Linked DNA regions of Mus musculus: region 2 is linked to region 1. Evidence: chromatin contacts called from public HiChIP or PLAC-seq data. All regions are on one chromosome and are shown on one strand. The core of a region is the stretch at or near the end of the contact, and the rest is flanking DNA. Distances in the headings are between cores, read along the strand shown.

Evidence for each region. HiChIP or PLAC-seq counts read pairs in DNA pulled down with a chosen protein or histone mark.
Region 2: a contact with region 1 is called in an H3K4me3 HiChIP or PLAC-seq map of bone marrow-derived macrophages, with 4 times the contacts expected there. The contact joins the promoter of Ngrn here to the enhancer-like site in region 1. A contact is called at or near these places in 4 of 39 promoter capture datasets (the HPC-7 cell line, liver and pre-B cells), 2 of 115 datasets of contacts at active chromatin or transcription factors (bone marrow-derived macrophages and effector CD8 T cells) and 2 of 9 other capture datasets (adipose tissue and liver).

What each region holds. Positions count from the first base shown.
Region 1 is chr7:80,636,990-80,644,772 of GRCm38.p6, reverse strand. The region is part of intron 2 of Crtc3 (CREB regulated transcription coactivator 3); the gene reads left to right. Gm15880 (predicted gene 15880) reads right to left here. Exons shown (of 5, transcript NR_040343.1): 3 at 5,813-6,023; 4 at 5,125-5,211; 5 at 389-2,804. Among named protein-coding and RNA genes, the nearest start is that of Gm15880, 4.9 kb to the right of the region's middle. Within about 2 kb of position 4,737, at least 103 of the 459 cell types and tissues checked have an H3K27ac peak or open chromatin away from gene starts, as enhancers often do. A contact at or near this core is called in the HPC-7 cell line, bone marrow-derived macrophages and pre-B cells, where this site is marked.
Region 2 is chr7:80,256,238-80,264,020 of GRCm38.p6, reverse strand. It overlaps Ngrn (neugrin, neurite outgrowth associated), which reads right to left and starts at 2,806. Exons shown (of 3, transcript NM_031375.4): 1 at 2,598-2,806; 2 at 2,090-2,200. The coding sequence starts at 2,761. Ttll13 (tubulin tyrosine ligase-like family, member 13) reads right to left here. Exons shown (of 15, transcript NM_177765.3): 11 at 6,991-7,176; 12 at 5,664-5,844; 13 at 5,199-5,378; 14 at 4,328-4,646; 15 at 3,200-3,692. The coding sequence ends at 3,496.

The DNA of each region.
Region 1 (7,783 bases), core at 3,488-5,987:
GTCACACTCAGGAGTCAGTCTCCACCTTTCTCTTTGAGACAGGGCCTCCTGTTCATGGCTGCATATGCCAGGCTAGCTGGCTCATGGCCCCTAGGGATCCTCTTGTGCCCCACCCTGCCATGTTGCTGTAGGAACACTGGGCTCACAGATGCTTGATACCATGTCCAGTTTCATGGAGGTTCTGGGGCTTTGAACTCAGTTCTTCATACTTGTGCAGCCTGGTGAGCCACCTCCACAGCTCAGCCTACGTTATTTTTTAAGGCAGAGTCTCTCACTGGGGATCCAAATCAGGTTCTTATGCTCAAGTGGCAAACACTTTACCCACTGAGCCATCTCCACAGCCCCTCTTTAAAACAAATCAAATCAAAACAAACCAAAACACAGTCTTCTATTACATGAACATCGCACAATTTATTTTATTATACACATACAGTTTTATACAGACAGGTATAGCTGCAAGAACACTTTCTAGAAGCGAGTTTCTGGAACAGTTGTAATTTTACGTTGTATTTTGTCAGGTCATCCTCTCTAGAATGTCTACCAGTTTATACCCATGTCTGTTCTGTCAGAGAGCCTGGCTACCCAAATCAGGCCCAAGGTTTCGCCAAAATTTGTGATCTTTGCTAATCTTTCTTAAGCTTGTAAAATGCCTGTATGTAGGATGTGTGTCCATGAGAGAGAGAGAGAGAGAGAGAGAGAGAGAGAGAGAGAGAGAGAGAGAGAGATGCTTGTGTGTAGCGATGCTAAGTGTGTGCAGGTGCACAGTTGCATGGAAGCCTAAGGTCACCCGTAGGTGTGGTTTCTCAGGAGCCATCAACCTTGTGTTTTTTAAAAATCTTTTTTTTTTTGAAACATGCACTTGTATGTGTGTGTATTGTGTACGTGCATATGTGTTCAAGTATGTGAGTACAGGTACACCAGTGTGTACTGTATAACAGGGTGAGGTCGGAGACAGCCTTGGAGATCAGTCCTTACCGTGTTTGAGGCAGGGTCTTTGGTTATTTGCAGCTGCGTATACCAGGCCCCCTAGCCCACTGAGCCACCTTGCCAGCCCCTCTGGTTTTGTTCATTTGCCTGTGTGTGTGTGTGTGTGTGTGTGTGTGTGTGTGTGTGTGTGTGTGTGTGTGTGTTTTGAGGCAGGCTCTTTCTCTCTAGAGTGCTAGGCTGGCTAGCCAGCAGATGTCAGGGATCCCCCTGTGTGATTTCCTGAGAGTTGGGGCTGCAGATGCCTACATCATGCCAGCATTGCACGTAGGCGCTGGGGATCTGATCTCTTGTGCTTTGCCCTCTGAGCCATCTCTCCAGATCTTCTGTGTAGTTTTCATTCGCTTTTCTTTTATAAATGCACCTCCCCCCCAACCCCCGCCTGTGGTTTTGTACTATCTTTAGCTGCACGACACATCTTTTACCCTTAATTTTGGTGGTTGAGTTGTTATGTTTTAGAAAATGTGGCCAGTTTTCTGTGATTTGAGTTGCAAGTATTTTCACAGTTTGCTATTTATTAGATTTTTATGATGGGATTTTTTTTCATGCAAATTTAAAAACATGTGGGGTGTGGGACTGTCGCACAGTGGTGCAGTGCTTGAGTTGCAGGCATGGGCCACCCCTGGCTTCCTCTTCGTTGATGTGTCTACCCCTGTACCAGTGCCACACTGTTTGACTAATTACTATAGGTTTATATTACACTTATACATATTGATTTATTTTCATGTGGCTTTTCAGTCCCTAGCTCCCACCCCCAGGCTATTGAATGTTTATTTCCACGATGGTTTTTAAGTTTATCTTATTTTTATTTTAGGCTCATTTGGGGTTTTAGAGGTTTGAATGAGAATGGCCCCCATAGGCTGATGTATTTGAATCCTGGGTCCCCAGTTATTGGAGCAGTTGGAGAGAAGGATTAGATGGCATGGTTTTGTTTAAGGACATTTGCCAATAGGGGCAGACTTGGAGGTTCCAAGAGCCCAGACAATTTACACTTAACTCTCTGCCTCCTACTGTGGCTCTAAATATACTCTTAGTTACTGATCTAGCACCAGGCCTGTCTGCCTGCTGCCGTGCTCCTGGCCAAGATGGGCGTGGAACCGAGCCCTCTGAAACTGAACCACCAGTAAACGCTGTCTTCTTAAGTTGCCTTGGTCTTGGTGTCTTATCACAGCAAGAGAAAAGTAACCAAGACAAAAGTATTTTTAAAAGCAGTGTTGTTAATAACGTTTGCACTGCTAAGCAGTGCCATTAGACTCATGTTTCAGGGGCTTCTTCTGACTGCAGTGTGGAAGCAATGTAGAGGTGACAAGAATAAAGACCAAAAGTCTGTTATAGCTCACCATGGTGTCACACCATGTGGATCCGGTAAGTTTCAGACCAGCCTGGGCTACACAAGTGGGACTTTGACTCAAAACAATCAAAAATAAAACAGCAAATCCCAAGGCTTTTTCAGATACGGAGGGGAAAGTGGATGGAGTTAAGGAGGAAGGGTGTGGGAGACACGGGGTCATCGGGGACACCATAACCAGCATCGCGTATGGCCCAGGGGGAGAGGGGAAAGGGAAAGTGCTCAAGGGGGGCCCCAAACACTGGGCTTAGGCAGCCCCATGGGGCCAGTGCCTGAGGAAGTGCAAAGTGACAAGTTAGTGCCAGGTGAGAGGGTGGCGCACAGTGACCTCCACTGAAGTGCCAGGCACCCAGCCCTTGGGGCGTTGACTGCAGTCGGCAGCTCTGGAGAGATCTGGGCTGTTGGTAGAGTGTGTGACTGACCACTTCCTGGAGAAGTTAGCATTTGAAGGATGGCTCTTGTGTTCAGAAGTCTGCAGAGACAGGAATCATGGAATCATGGAACAGGTTCTAAAATATTACACATAATCCCAGTTTCAGATACTTGAGATATCAGTGACTTAGGTACTGAAAAGTCCATTTGTATTTAGTGACAAGGAAAGGCTGTGGTGCCCTGGGAGTTTCAGTGGAGTGGACAGGGCTGGGAGTTGAGAGCTGAGCAGGGTACTGAGGAGGTGTGGCTGCTCAGACTGCTTGGAGGGAGAATGGTGAATCCTTCTGTCCTGCCCCTCCCCCAGCTTCACGCGTGAGAGCCTTCCTTGGCTGGGCTCATGTGCTCATGGGAAGAGCCAATAGAGGAGAAAGAGGAAGAAGTGTGTGTGTGGGGGGGTGGGGGGTGAGATCCTGGCCCTGTCAAGGGCTTAGAGAAACCGTGGTCTGTGGGGGAAACTACCCCACTGAGGATATGGACAAGTGAAAGATAGCAAAGAAACAGTGTCGCAGTCCCAGCTCTCCAGAGGCTGGAGCAGAAGGATTACTGAAGAAAAAAGAAGACAGGAGGAGGAGCAGCTGTAAACAAAACTGAAGGTGGAATCAGCCCAGGGATTTAGTGAAAGAGTGAGAATGTTTAAAGAGCAAGACCAACAAGGTAGCCCAGCTGTTAAAGGATTGCTGCCATGCCTGATGATTGAGTTCAGTCAGCAGAACACGCATGGTGGAAGGAGAGACCTGAGTCCTGAAAGTGCTCTGACCACTACACGTGGGCTGTGGCATGTGTGCTGCCCTCCACACTACCCTGTCCTACCTTCACATAAAAGTAAATACCTATTTTTAAAAAAGTAACATTAAAAAGCAATTGCTGAGGACATGGACTCAGCTCAGTAGCAGGACCCTGAGTTTAATCCCTAGTATTGAAAAAAAAATTAAAAAATAAAAAGTGGGTTGGAGTAATTCAGTAAACCCAGGAAGACGTGGGTTCAATCCCCGGAACACTCATAAAAGCCAGGTGTGCTGTGCTTGTAATCTGGGCCCTGAAGAGCTGGAGTCACTGGCCAGTCTGCTTAGCAAGTTCCAGAGCAGTGAGAAAGTCTTTCAGAAAAGAGCGGTAATGGACCAGAGGTGCCTCCTCACATGCACACACAGCTGCATCAGTCCATATACATTATAGCCAGCTGTAATGTATACCATGTTACTATCCGTGCTAAAAGAGAAGAGTAGAAGTAAGGTCCGCTCCCACTTGCTGTGCTTACACAGTCGTTCATTGAAGGGCTCATGCAGCCATTACCCTGGCTGTCTATCAGGAAGCAAGAAGGGGAAATGGGATCAGCGGTGTCTCACACTCTCAATCTTTATATTTTTCATTTGTTGAGAGTGTGAATAAATACTTATTTTCTTTTTGAAACAGTGTCTCGTGTAGCTCAGACTGCCTTCAGTTTGCTGTGCAATTGAGGATGACCTTGAACTGTTTTGGGGTCCACCTCCTACCTCTGTGTGCTGGGAGTACAGCTGTGTGACCACCATGCCCTGTTACGGGGTGCTGAGATGGAACCAAGCTTTGTACATGCCAGGCCTGCACTTTACCGCCTGAGCTGTCTTCCCAGCTGTGGACCAGGATTTTCCCAGTTACTCTTGACCCTAAGTGCCCCTGACTTGTCTGTTCAGCAGCTAAGAAACAAACCCTTGCTTTTAGTCTGAGAGAACTTTGCCTTTATTTGACTCTGCCTACTGGGACCAGCATCCTCCGGGAAGCATTTCTGCATCCCTGGGTCAGGGAGGAGGTGTGCATGCCATCTGCTGCACCTGGTCCTCTGCTTCAGCTTCAGCTTCAGCGAATGGGCTTTAAGGTTGGCTTATAGCCCCAGAAAGAAGAGCAAGCCAAGGTTAGCATCCTCATTAAGCTGACACTCACCCTGGCTCTCTCCACAGCCCAGCTATGACACAAACCAGTGACAGTCAGTGCGTCAGCTTGTCACCCCATCACTATTACAAATGATTCCCAGAAACTATAAAACCTCAAATATTCCCCCAAGTAAGCAGAAGTAAGAAACACAGAAAGTCAAAGTGGGGGACAGGGTTCTAGCTTCCTCATTTCATTCCAGTGTTGGAACAAATGGTGAAATGGTTGCACGGATTAGCGCACTTTATATATGTCACACAGGTTAGCACACTTTATATATGTCACACAGGTTAGCACACTTTATATAAGTCACAAGGGTTATAGCACACTTTATATATGTCACAAGGGTTAGCATACTTTATATACGTTACAAGGGTTAGCACACATCATGTTCTTCGTTCCATGCTGATTGTGACTTTCACTTGAAGCATCAGATGAAATAATAATAATAAAATCACCTCAGAGCATTCAGATCCTGGATGAGGGAATAAAGTTCAGGGGCAGAGTCCTTGCCTAAAACTTGTACTGAGACCCTGGTGTCCCCACTGTCACAAAGAAGAGAAAGGAAAACAGCTCATTATATAAACAAAGACATTGAAGTTCCACAAATATACCAGCTCCACTCTCCGCCATTTCTCTGTACCCATTTTCAGTGTAGCAAGCAAAGTAGATGGTCTGCCCCCCGAGGGCTGTGTTAGGGAGGACACCGCGTCAGCACTCAGCTTTCCCTCATGAAAATCCCTGGGTGCTAGATGTTTCAACCCAGACTGGGGGCCTTATACACCACTGTTCTGTGGTCTGGACGGTCACTGCTAGTGAGCCTGTGAGAAGTCAGTGAAGGGTCACTTGTCAGCTTTCCTTACGGTGGCTCAGGAGCTCCTAAAGTCTGTGGGCTGGACTGTGTGACAAGTGAAGCCAGTTGTACTGGGCTCGGTTCTCCCTTCCACGTGGAGGCAGAAGCCGGGGCTTCAGATAGGAGGCAACTCCGTCCAGGTCCTACACGTTTGCCTATTTGGCAAAGATTTCAAACCAATTTAACTCAGCTATAAGTAAGCAACCAGATCCAGTTTTGGTTAAATGGAGAATTCAGGAAAGAGGGAAGGAGGAAAGAAGGAAGGGGAAAAAAAAATTAAAACAGAAACTTACATTCCCAAAAGAATCTGGTTCTCCAGACCTGTTCTCTCTGGGTAGCTTGGTTCCTCGTGGGGACAACTGACTGTAAATCTTTAGCAGCCTGTCATCTGAGCAGATGCCCTCCGGAGACAGGGACTGCTTTGAGGACACTGCAGCTGGGCTAGAAGCTGTTTAACAGAGGACCGCACTCTGAGGATATAGTATATCCTCATGTCCATGGGCCCTGGAGGAGGCAAGATAGCTGATGGTAAGGGTGCTTTGCGTGTGGGTTGGCTGCCCTAAACAGTCATCACAAGTTGTAGTGACTTGTGTGTCTCACGAATCACAAGCAAGCAGCCGGGCGAGGACAGTATCCGATGCTCTTAAACCAAAACAGGATGCGAGGGTTACAGGGTTTTATTTAGCCCAATATCTGTATTTAGAATGATCATGTGCTACATTAGCTGACTGTTCCAGACTGTATTCTTTCCCGACACACGTTTTCTTGGACTTTACTACTTCCTTTGTGAAAGTAAAGACTTGTTTGTTCTTTGTTCATTGTTTTCCCAGTGATGGGATCAAACCCACCGTGCTCGGCGACTGCCCTGCCCATCAGCTGCATATCCTTATTTTGAGTCAGTACTGGGCCAGGGAGGTGGCTCAGTGAGTAAAGGGGCTTCCTGCCAGATCTGACGACCTGAGTTCCATCCCACGAGCCCACGGGGCAGGAGAGAACCTGTTCCCACAAGTTGTCCTCTGCCCTCCACACTCATACTGCAGTGGTGTCCATAGACAAATAAACAGGTTATCTATCGATAGTAAAATAAGGTGGCAATAGATAAAGAAGAAAGGAAACAAAGCATAACAATATACATACTGGTGAGGGCAAGGCAAGTGTTCTTTGTGTAGCCAACTGTATATACTGATAACTAGTTTCAGTATCTTCCAAGGTTTAATTTTTGTTTTTTTCCCCCTTTGCTTGGCATTGAACTTAGGACCTTGTGCATTCTGGGCCAACGGTCTACCACTGAATTGTATCTCCATCCATTTTGTACTTTTAAATTTGAGACAAGGTTTCACTAAGTTGCCCAGGCTGGCTTTGAACTTACTCTGTAGTCCAGGCAGGCCCTGAACTTTTGATCCTCTCTCTTCAGCCTCTTGAGGAGCTGGCATCCCAGGCCTGTGCCACCAGGCCTGTGCCACAGACCTGAGATGGGATCGTCCACATTACTGTCTTCTACAGTTTGCTACTCTTGTTTCATCTATTCACCTATTAGAGGGTTTTTTTTCCTCATTGTAATCTAAATTCTAAATCTCTGTGAAACTCAGTGAAGTGTCTCACCAAGTGTAATCACAGCAGTGAATCTGGTGTGAGTCAGAATGCAGTAGGGCTTAGGAACAGGAGCAGGCCAGCAATGGCTGTCTCCACTACCATCTTCTGTGGTGGGTGCTTTGGTTCTCTTCCTGAAAGCTGGCCTAAAGTATCGGCCTGTTTCTTACACTTAGAGGATCCTTTGGCTGTCCTTAGGCATTTGTCTCATACTGACCCAGCCTCTGGGTCTGGCTCCCTCCCACCCATGGCAGCACCGTGTGGGTGCTGAAGAGAGGAGTTAGAATCCTGAGTGCCTGAGTCCCCTCCTCAGGATGGAAGCCGGGAGCCAGGCCAGAGATGCTGCCTCCCCCTCTTCCTCCTGTCGGTTCGGCTTTGCTGGAGACTGCTTTGGGTGTTGTTCTTCATTGTGCCTTTGTAACTTCTTTCTTTTTTGAGACGGTCTTGCTTTGTATCCTGACTGGCCTGGCACTTAGCTGCTGCCTTGGCTGCCTGAGGGTTAAGGTGACAAACACGTGCCACCATGCCCAGCCTTTCTTGTTTGGACAGATTATTTGGCCTGGCCCTGTGTAATCATACCAGTTGTCTTGATTTTGACCTTAGCTGCCAAAACAAATAACCAAACAATCAAAAACATGTTTCATTTTATATTTTGTAAAGTACTCTTTTAGCTT
Region 2 (7,783 bases), core at 1,557-4,056, 380 kb after region 1:
TTCAGTTGGTAGGGGTTTATGTGCACAGAAGCCCAAAATTCAATCCTGAGCACTATATAAACTAGATGTGGTGGTAACACCCTGCCATCCCTGCACACAAGAGGTGGAGGCAAGAGCTGGGCGTGGTGGCAGAGGCAGGCGGATTTCTGAGTTCGAGGCCAGCCTGGTCTACAAAGTGATTTCCAGGACAGCCAGGGCTACACAGAGAAACCCTGTCTCGAAAAACCAAACCAAACCAAACCAAACCAAACCAAACCAAAACAAAACAAAGCAAAAAAGAGGTGGAGGCAAGAGATTCAGAAAGTAAGTCACCCTTAGCTAGATAACACATTTGAGACCAACCTGGGATATGTGAACCCGTCTCAAAAATCTTGTTTTGAAACAAGTCTCACTATATAGCCCTAGCTGCCCCAAAACTCACTATGTAGACCACCAGAGCTTTCATACAGATCCACCTGCCTCTGTCCCATTCCTCAATGGTGGGATTTCAGTTGTTCATAAGCCAAACTAAGCTTAAATAGGAAATAAAAAATATGTGTGTGTTCAAGTGTGAAGGCAGCATGTGTGTGTCTGGGCACATGGAGGTCAGAGGACAATCCCTACTGTAAGTTTTCCAGCACCTTCTATCCTTTGGAGACTGGGTCTCTCACTGGTCTGCAACTTCACCATGGAGGCTAGACTAACCCGCCTTCTAGCGCCAGGGGTATGCCGTGTTTCTGCTTCTCATTTCAGCACTGCTACAATTACAAGAGCATGCCACCACATCAGGCTTTTTCCATGGGTAATGGGGAACCAAATTGAGATCCCCATTTTGCCAGTCAAGTTACTAACTGAGCTATCGCCCCCAAGCTCCTAAAAGCGGAGGAAAGAAAAAAAACCTTAATACTTAAAAGAAAATTCTTTTTAAAAAAAATATTTAAGCCGGGTGATTAAAGGCACACGCCTTTAATCCCAGCACAGAGAAACCTTGTCTCAAAAAAAAAAAAAAAAAGAAAAAAAACCAAGGGGGCTGGTGAGATGGCTCAGTGGGTAAGAGCACCCAACTGCTCTTCTGAAGGTCCGAAGTTCAAATCCCAGCAACCACATGGTGGCTCACAACCATCTGTAATGAGATCTGATGCCCTCTTCTGGTGCATCTGAAGACAGCTACAGTGTACTTACATATAATAAATAAATAAGAAATCTTAAAAAAACAAAAAACAAATTTTTATTTATTTTATGAGTGCACTGTATCTGTCTTCAGACATACCAGAAGAGGGCATCAGATCCCATTACAGATGGTTGTAAGTCATCATGTGGTTGCTGGGAATTGAACTCAGGACTTTTTTTTTTTTTTTGAGACAGGGTTTCTCTGTGTAGCCCTGGCTGTCCTGGAACTCACTCTGTAGACCAGGCTGGCCTCGAACTCAGAAATCTGCCTGCCTCTGCCTCCCAAGTGCTGGGACTAAAGGCATGCGCCACCATGTCCAGCTAACTCAGGACCTTTTGAATAGCAGTCAGTGCTCTTAGCCACTGAGCCACTGAGCCATCTTTCCAGCCCCCTTAAAGAAAATTCGTTTCAGACGCCTTTCAAGTAAGAGTAGTGACTCATACACAGTGTAATCCCTGAACTTGGGAGGCAGAGTCAGAATTGCCCCAAGAATTCCAGGCTAACCTGGTCTACAGAGCGGTCTTGTCAATAAATAAACAAATACATAAATAAAATAAAAATCCAGGAGCGTTGGTACATACTTTTAATCTCAATTACAAAACTCAGATGGCAGAGGCAGGAAGACAAGAGTTCAAAGCTATCCTTGTCTACAGTGTCCTGGAGGTCAGCTGGCTACATGAGGTTGCCTCAAAAGAAGAGCTTTCCAAACTTCAATCAACTGTCCATAATGTACCTACCAAGCTAGGTATGTCCTTAGGAGGTGATGACCTCAGTGGACCATAAGCAAGTCCCTGTGCTGATCCCAGCATCGCAAAACAAACAAAATTCTGGACAGGTTTAGGAAGTTCCTTATTATGACGCTTTCTATTTTAAAGGCAATAATACTAAATACTTAAAATCCCCCAAAAGGTAAATCCCATTTTGTAAGCAACGTCTCACCGGATCTGCTCCATGGCTTCCCACGTCAGTGTTCTGGGTGGTGCACCTGGAGCCTCCATTTGCCTTCGTATTTTCTGGAATCGCATTGCTTTTTTCTGACGTTTCAAAGCGCTGGGGGAAAGAACCAATGGCAAAAGCCGAGCTTGGAAGCAAGACTAGTGTTTCAAAAAGCATCCAACTAAATCTTGGAGAGCTCAGCCCTCTCGTCTGACCGCATGTCTGCCAGGTTAAAGCACTCTGGGTGCACTGCCCCCAGAAACCTAACACCTACAGCACCTGAACGTAAGCATGCCGAACTCTCTAACGGGTGATGAAACACGTCACTAAGCAACGGGACCTAGGGTGTCAAGGGAGCTGATCACTTGCCCCTGTGCCCTAGACAACGGATGAGAAGAAACTAGAGCCTGTGCAGACGCGGCTGCCGGACGCCCGGAGCTGGGGGGGGGCGCATGGAACGCCGGGGCGCGAAGCCTAACTCCAGGCTGAGGGCTCGCCACGAAGCAGGTACCTCTCCACCTCCTGGAGCTCCCGCTCCTCCGGCTCCCAGTCGGAATCGGGGTCCGGCTCGCAGCTGACAGAACCCGGGCCCGCCATGACCTGGGACGCGAACCCACAGCGAGCGAGAGAGGTGCGGACACGACCGCCCAAAAAGAGGCTCAGAGAGAGCGCCATTGCGACGCGAGGTGGTATCTACAGCTCGCGACCGGAAAGCACCGGAAGTGGGAGGGCGAACCCGGAAGCAGAAAGGAATAACCGGAAGTTAGACGGTATCCTACGCTTTTCGTTTCCTGGGTGGGCGGGGGCTGTCCTTGTATTGTCCAGTTACCCACCCTTTCCTGCTGATTTTGGTTTTGTGGTGCTGGGGAGCCAAGCTAGGGCCTTGTACATGCTAGGCAAGCTACTGCCACTGAGCTATCTCCCTAGCCATTAAAAAGGAAAAAATGTTTGAAACGGTCTAAATTGTCCTAGCCTTAAATTCATCATCTTGTCTCAACTTCCTAAGTAATTGGAACTACAGGCCTTAGTCACCAGGCTGGGCTGGGCGTCCCTGCTGTAACTATGAGAAGAGCTTGCCTCAGACGGGAGGATCGAAAGGAGGTACAGCACGCGCCTGGAAAACGACATAAACTTTAATAAAAAGACGGGTTCAGTTGCCCAGAGCCGCCCCTCTGGCACAGGCTGCCCAGGCCTGCCTGATTCTGCCACTGTGGCAGGAAGGGCGTACCCTCAGCAATCTTCTGATGGCGACTACACCGTAGTCGCTTTTGACTCCTCCGGGAAAGGAATTCCTTGTTGCCCAGTGACCTCCAGCCCCAAGCCATACCCAGGGTTCAGACCCATCGCTTAGGGATAAACTCAGCCTAAGGCTTGGTGAGCAGCGATGCATACAAGCTGGCCTTAGCTCTTCATCTTTTAGTCTTTACCGATCCCCAAAGAATCTTAGAATGTTGAAGAACTCTTGGTGTCTCCGTGTTTTTTGCCTTTTGCAAACAAAGGTCCTGGCCAGAGCTTTTCAATCTGGAACTTGTTGGCAGTCTTTCAATTAGCAAAGATTGAAGACCATTTGCTGTTTTGGTTGAGTGCTGGGCTTTCCTTCTTTTACCTGTGTTGGATGATGTTGAGGAGTGGGCTGGAATGCTGCAGTACTGGTGCAGAGGCAGGGCATAGGGGAAGATCCCCAGCCTTGCTTCCTCTGTGTTCAGAGTTTACCATGGAGGGCAAGGTGCAGCATTCAGTCCATGAGCCATTTTCCTGTCTTTTGGGCTGCAGAAGATAGCCCTGCCTTGGGGTTAGAGTGGGTGGCACTGATCCTGACAGGGCTCTGTTTATGGCTTCTAGCCTTCTGCTGGCTTGGCCTTCTGCAGTAGAGACATGGACCCCCACTAAGTTGTAGTACCCACAAAAGAGATGTTCTCACCTCTTTCCCATCTGTGCTCCAGTAACACACAAGACTGGCATCCCATGCTTCCCTCTAGCATCTCTACCACACTGGATCTTAATTAGCCTGTTTACATGTCCATTTCCCTGTTAACCTTGGTTGAGGGCTGGAATTGGTCTGTCATCTCTATCACCAGGGTCACTAGATAGAAGCAAGTAAATAAACGGGTCCACTGCCTTCCCCCCATGCCTATACTACCAGGAATGCCACTTTGTATCCTAGGAGCAGCCCAGCTGTAACATTTGCTACTAGGAATTTACACCAGTCAAAAGTGACCAAGGCTATTTTTGAATACTTACGGCTAGTGAGCCTGACTCTAGAGCTGGAAATATAGTGCCTCCCAGATTTCTTCATTGACAATGAACAGGGGCCCGTGGCTGCTGAATCTCCTATCCAGTTGAAGTTCTTGGGCTGAAGATGGTACCGGGAATGCTGTGCAATTGCGGGATTGATGCTTGATAGCGGCCCTAAGATCCTGGGGATCAACTCGTGGGGCCGAAGTGGTTGCAGGAAATGAGGAGGGATCTGCTCTGAGGCAGCCCCTCTCAGAAGCACCAATGGGACCAAATTCACAGGTTGCAGTTCTTGACTGCTCAGCCCGTCCTGGTGAAATCTAGGCTAGAGGAGAAGAGCAGCCCCTTACCATATTTCTTGGGAGTCTGGATAGAGTGTTGGAAATAAAACAATCTCTCCTAGGCCATAACCATTGTTTAACTAGTTATTCTTTTGGGGTTCATCAAAAACAGAGGGCCCAACAGGTTTGCTACTAGCCCAGGGAATAGTGAAAACGGCAGCTGTTTTGTTGGCCCAAGACTGTTTACTTAGCTCCCATTAGAGCCAGGGCATTGCCAATACTAGGGTAAGTACATAGAAGCCACTGAGCATGGTGGTGGCCTTGTTATTTGTCAGTCATGAGTTGTGGGATACTGTGAAATAGGAATAGAGACAACAAGTCCCTTGCAACTGAGAAAGTTGGGAGCTGCACTTGGCTGGATTGCAATACCAAACCCAAGGGAGCCTGGGAACAGACATCATGGAACCAGCAGAGCCTCTCCCAGGCTCCCGTGACAGGTACCATCACAAGAACCTCCTTTGGTGAAACCACCACCACGTGTTGGCATCACAGCCCTTGTTCCCTTGCTTTGTGAGAGGCTTCGCAGGGACCCTCACCCGATACTCATGAAGCTTTCTGTGGCTCCGGTGGCTAGGGTACAGCATGCGGGTGAGCTGCTCTACAATGCCCAGGCTGCGGATGAGGTTCTCTCTCTGTAGCAGGAGCTTCATCCGCTCGAGCTCCTCCTCTTCCACGATGTCCTGAGGCTGCGTAGTGTCCAGTTGTACTGGCAGCAGCTACAAGGGACAGGAGAGATACAGGATGTCCAAGACGAGCCTCATACCACCAGCAAGAATGGCTGCAGGACCCCTGGCCCATTCTATTTCCTTCCCTCTCCGGGCCGCACTGTAAGATTCCCTTAGCTGTCCATTCTCTCACCTTCTGTTCCAAAAGGTCAGATCCAATTTACTAGTTAGAGACTCGTCTCTCTCAAGCGAGGAGAGAGGGGACAGCAAGGGTTCCCTTCCCTAGGAATCCCAATTAAGTCTTGTGTGAGAAGGTAAGAGCCACACCCCTGACACCTCTTTCTCCCGGTTCCGGTTCCTGTATGCCAAGCTGGTGGCAAGGACCCGAGTAGCTGTTCGGGATCGGCTTTTCTCCCCCGCCGATTCTCCCTGATTCTGCTCCTTGTTTTCCTTGCGCTTCTTGGTGCCTGGGTTCTCCTGCTGTTCCTGCTTTAGGCGAATCTCTTCCAGTTGCTGCCTGATGAGACACAGCAGTTTCAGACACAGGAGAGATGGTGTGGGGAAAAACAGGATGATGGGCTAATGAAAGGAACACCTGGTGTTGCTGGAATTGATTAGAGTATAGGAAACACAGCGAAGGAAAGAGTCATTAAGACTCTGTTAGTGGGCTGGGATGATAACTCAAGCACTGAAGTCCCTCCCCTGAAAGCATGAGGACCTGAGTTCAAGCCCCAGAATCCAAGAACACAAAGCCTGGCATGGTAGCACATGCTTGTATCTCAGCACTGGGGAGACAAAAAAATAGGCAGGTTCCTGGCTTCTCATTGGTCAGCTAACCTAACCTTGTTAGTGAGCTTCAGGCCGATAAAAGACTCAAAAGATAAAGTGGGCCAGACATGGGGGCACTTTTAGTCCCAGCACTTGGGAAGCACAGGTTTCTGCATTTGGAGCAAGTCTCTTCTATGCAGCAAGTTCCAGGCCAGCCATTAAGACCCAGTTTTAAAAACATAAAAGTTTTTTTTTTTTAATTGGTTTTTCTAGACAGGGTTTCTCTGTATAGCCCCGGCTGTCCTGGAACTCACTATGTAGACCAGGCTGGCGTTGAACTCAGAAATCCACCTGCCTCTTCCTCCCAAGTGCTGGGATTAAAGGCGTGCGCCACCATGCCTGGCTAAAAACATAAAACTTTAAAAATGAATACATAAACAGTAACAACAAAGTGGGGCTGGCGAGATGGCTCAGCTGGTAAAGGTGCTACCACCAAACCTGACTGCCCGAGTTCATTTGCTAGAACCTACATAGTAGAAGGAGAGAACTGACTCCTAAAAGATCTCTCAACTGCTACATGTGCACGTGGTGTCCACACACACACAGATAAGCAACTGTAATCTTTACCTATTTAAAAACACACAAGGTGACCAGCTATGGAACAATACCCAAGGTTGTCCTCTGGCCTCCACATGCACATGTGCGCGCACATTGCATACATATACATCACACATTCCAGTGAAGGCATGCAGGGATGGGCCTGCACGCAGAAAGAACCTGTTAGAATTGTTGCTCTCTTCTCAAGCGTATAGCCTCCTCTTCTCCTGTTAGGGAGCAGTCTGCTGTCAGGCTTTGCCCCTAACCCACTCACACAGAGGGAATGCAGCCAAGTTACCTGGCACACTCCTCTCTGGCCTTGGAGGCAGCTGTCTCCTGGAAGAGGGAGCCATTGTGCTTGAAGAAAGGTGCGTATTTCTCGGAGTCGGGCCCCGGGTAGATCCGCCGGTATCCCCCTAGGTGGGAGTCTTCATAGCGCTCCTGGTCATGCATGGCAGCCTGGGATAACTCAAACTGTTCTCGCCTATGGAAACCAAGCTCAGGGAAGTCAGAGGAGGGAAAGGAGTACCGGCTAAGGCCTTCAGTTTCAGAACCTCCTGCTGGCTCCCTGGGCTCCCTGGCCCTTACCTATGGAGGGAAGCACCCAAGCTCATGGCCAGCCCTACCATATAGGTGTGGTTTCCAGAATTCTGATTCTCTTCCTAAGTAGAGAGAATGACCTATTCATAAGCAAACACTCTAGTTACCACAGTCTTATGGGTTCCAAATTGAAACGCCCATACACTACAGAAAATGTAAAAGGATTCAACAAGATGTGCTGCAGTCTTATAATCCTAACTCTGGGAAGGCAGAGGCAAAAGGAACTGGAGTCCAAATCCAGCCTCAGCTACACAGTGTGATCAAGGCCAGTCTCAAGAGAATCGAGGTTGGAGTGTGGCACAGTGACCAGCGCGTGCTTATTGCGTGTGACACACACAGGTGAATCCTGACTGTGAAAAGAAAGACCCATATTTTAATGATTGTCCATTTGCTTGAGACAATTTCTTGCTAATTTAAGTGGCTCAAGCTGGCCTTGAACTCATGATCCTCCTGATTCTAACTACTTAAAAAAAAGATTTATTTATTTTATG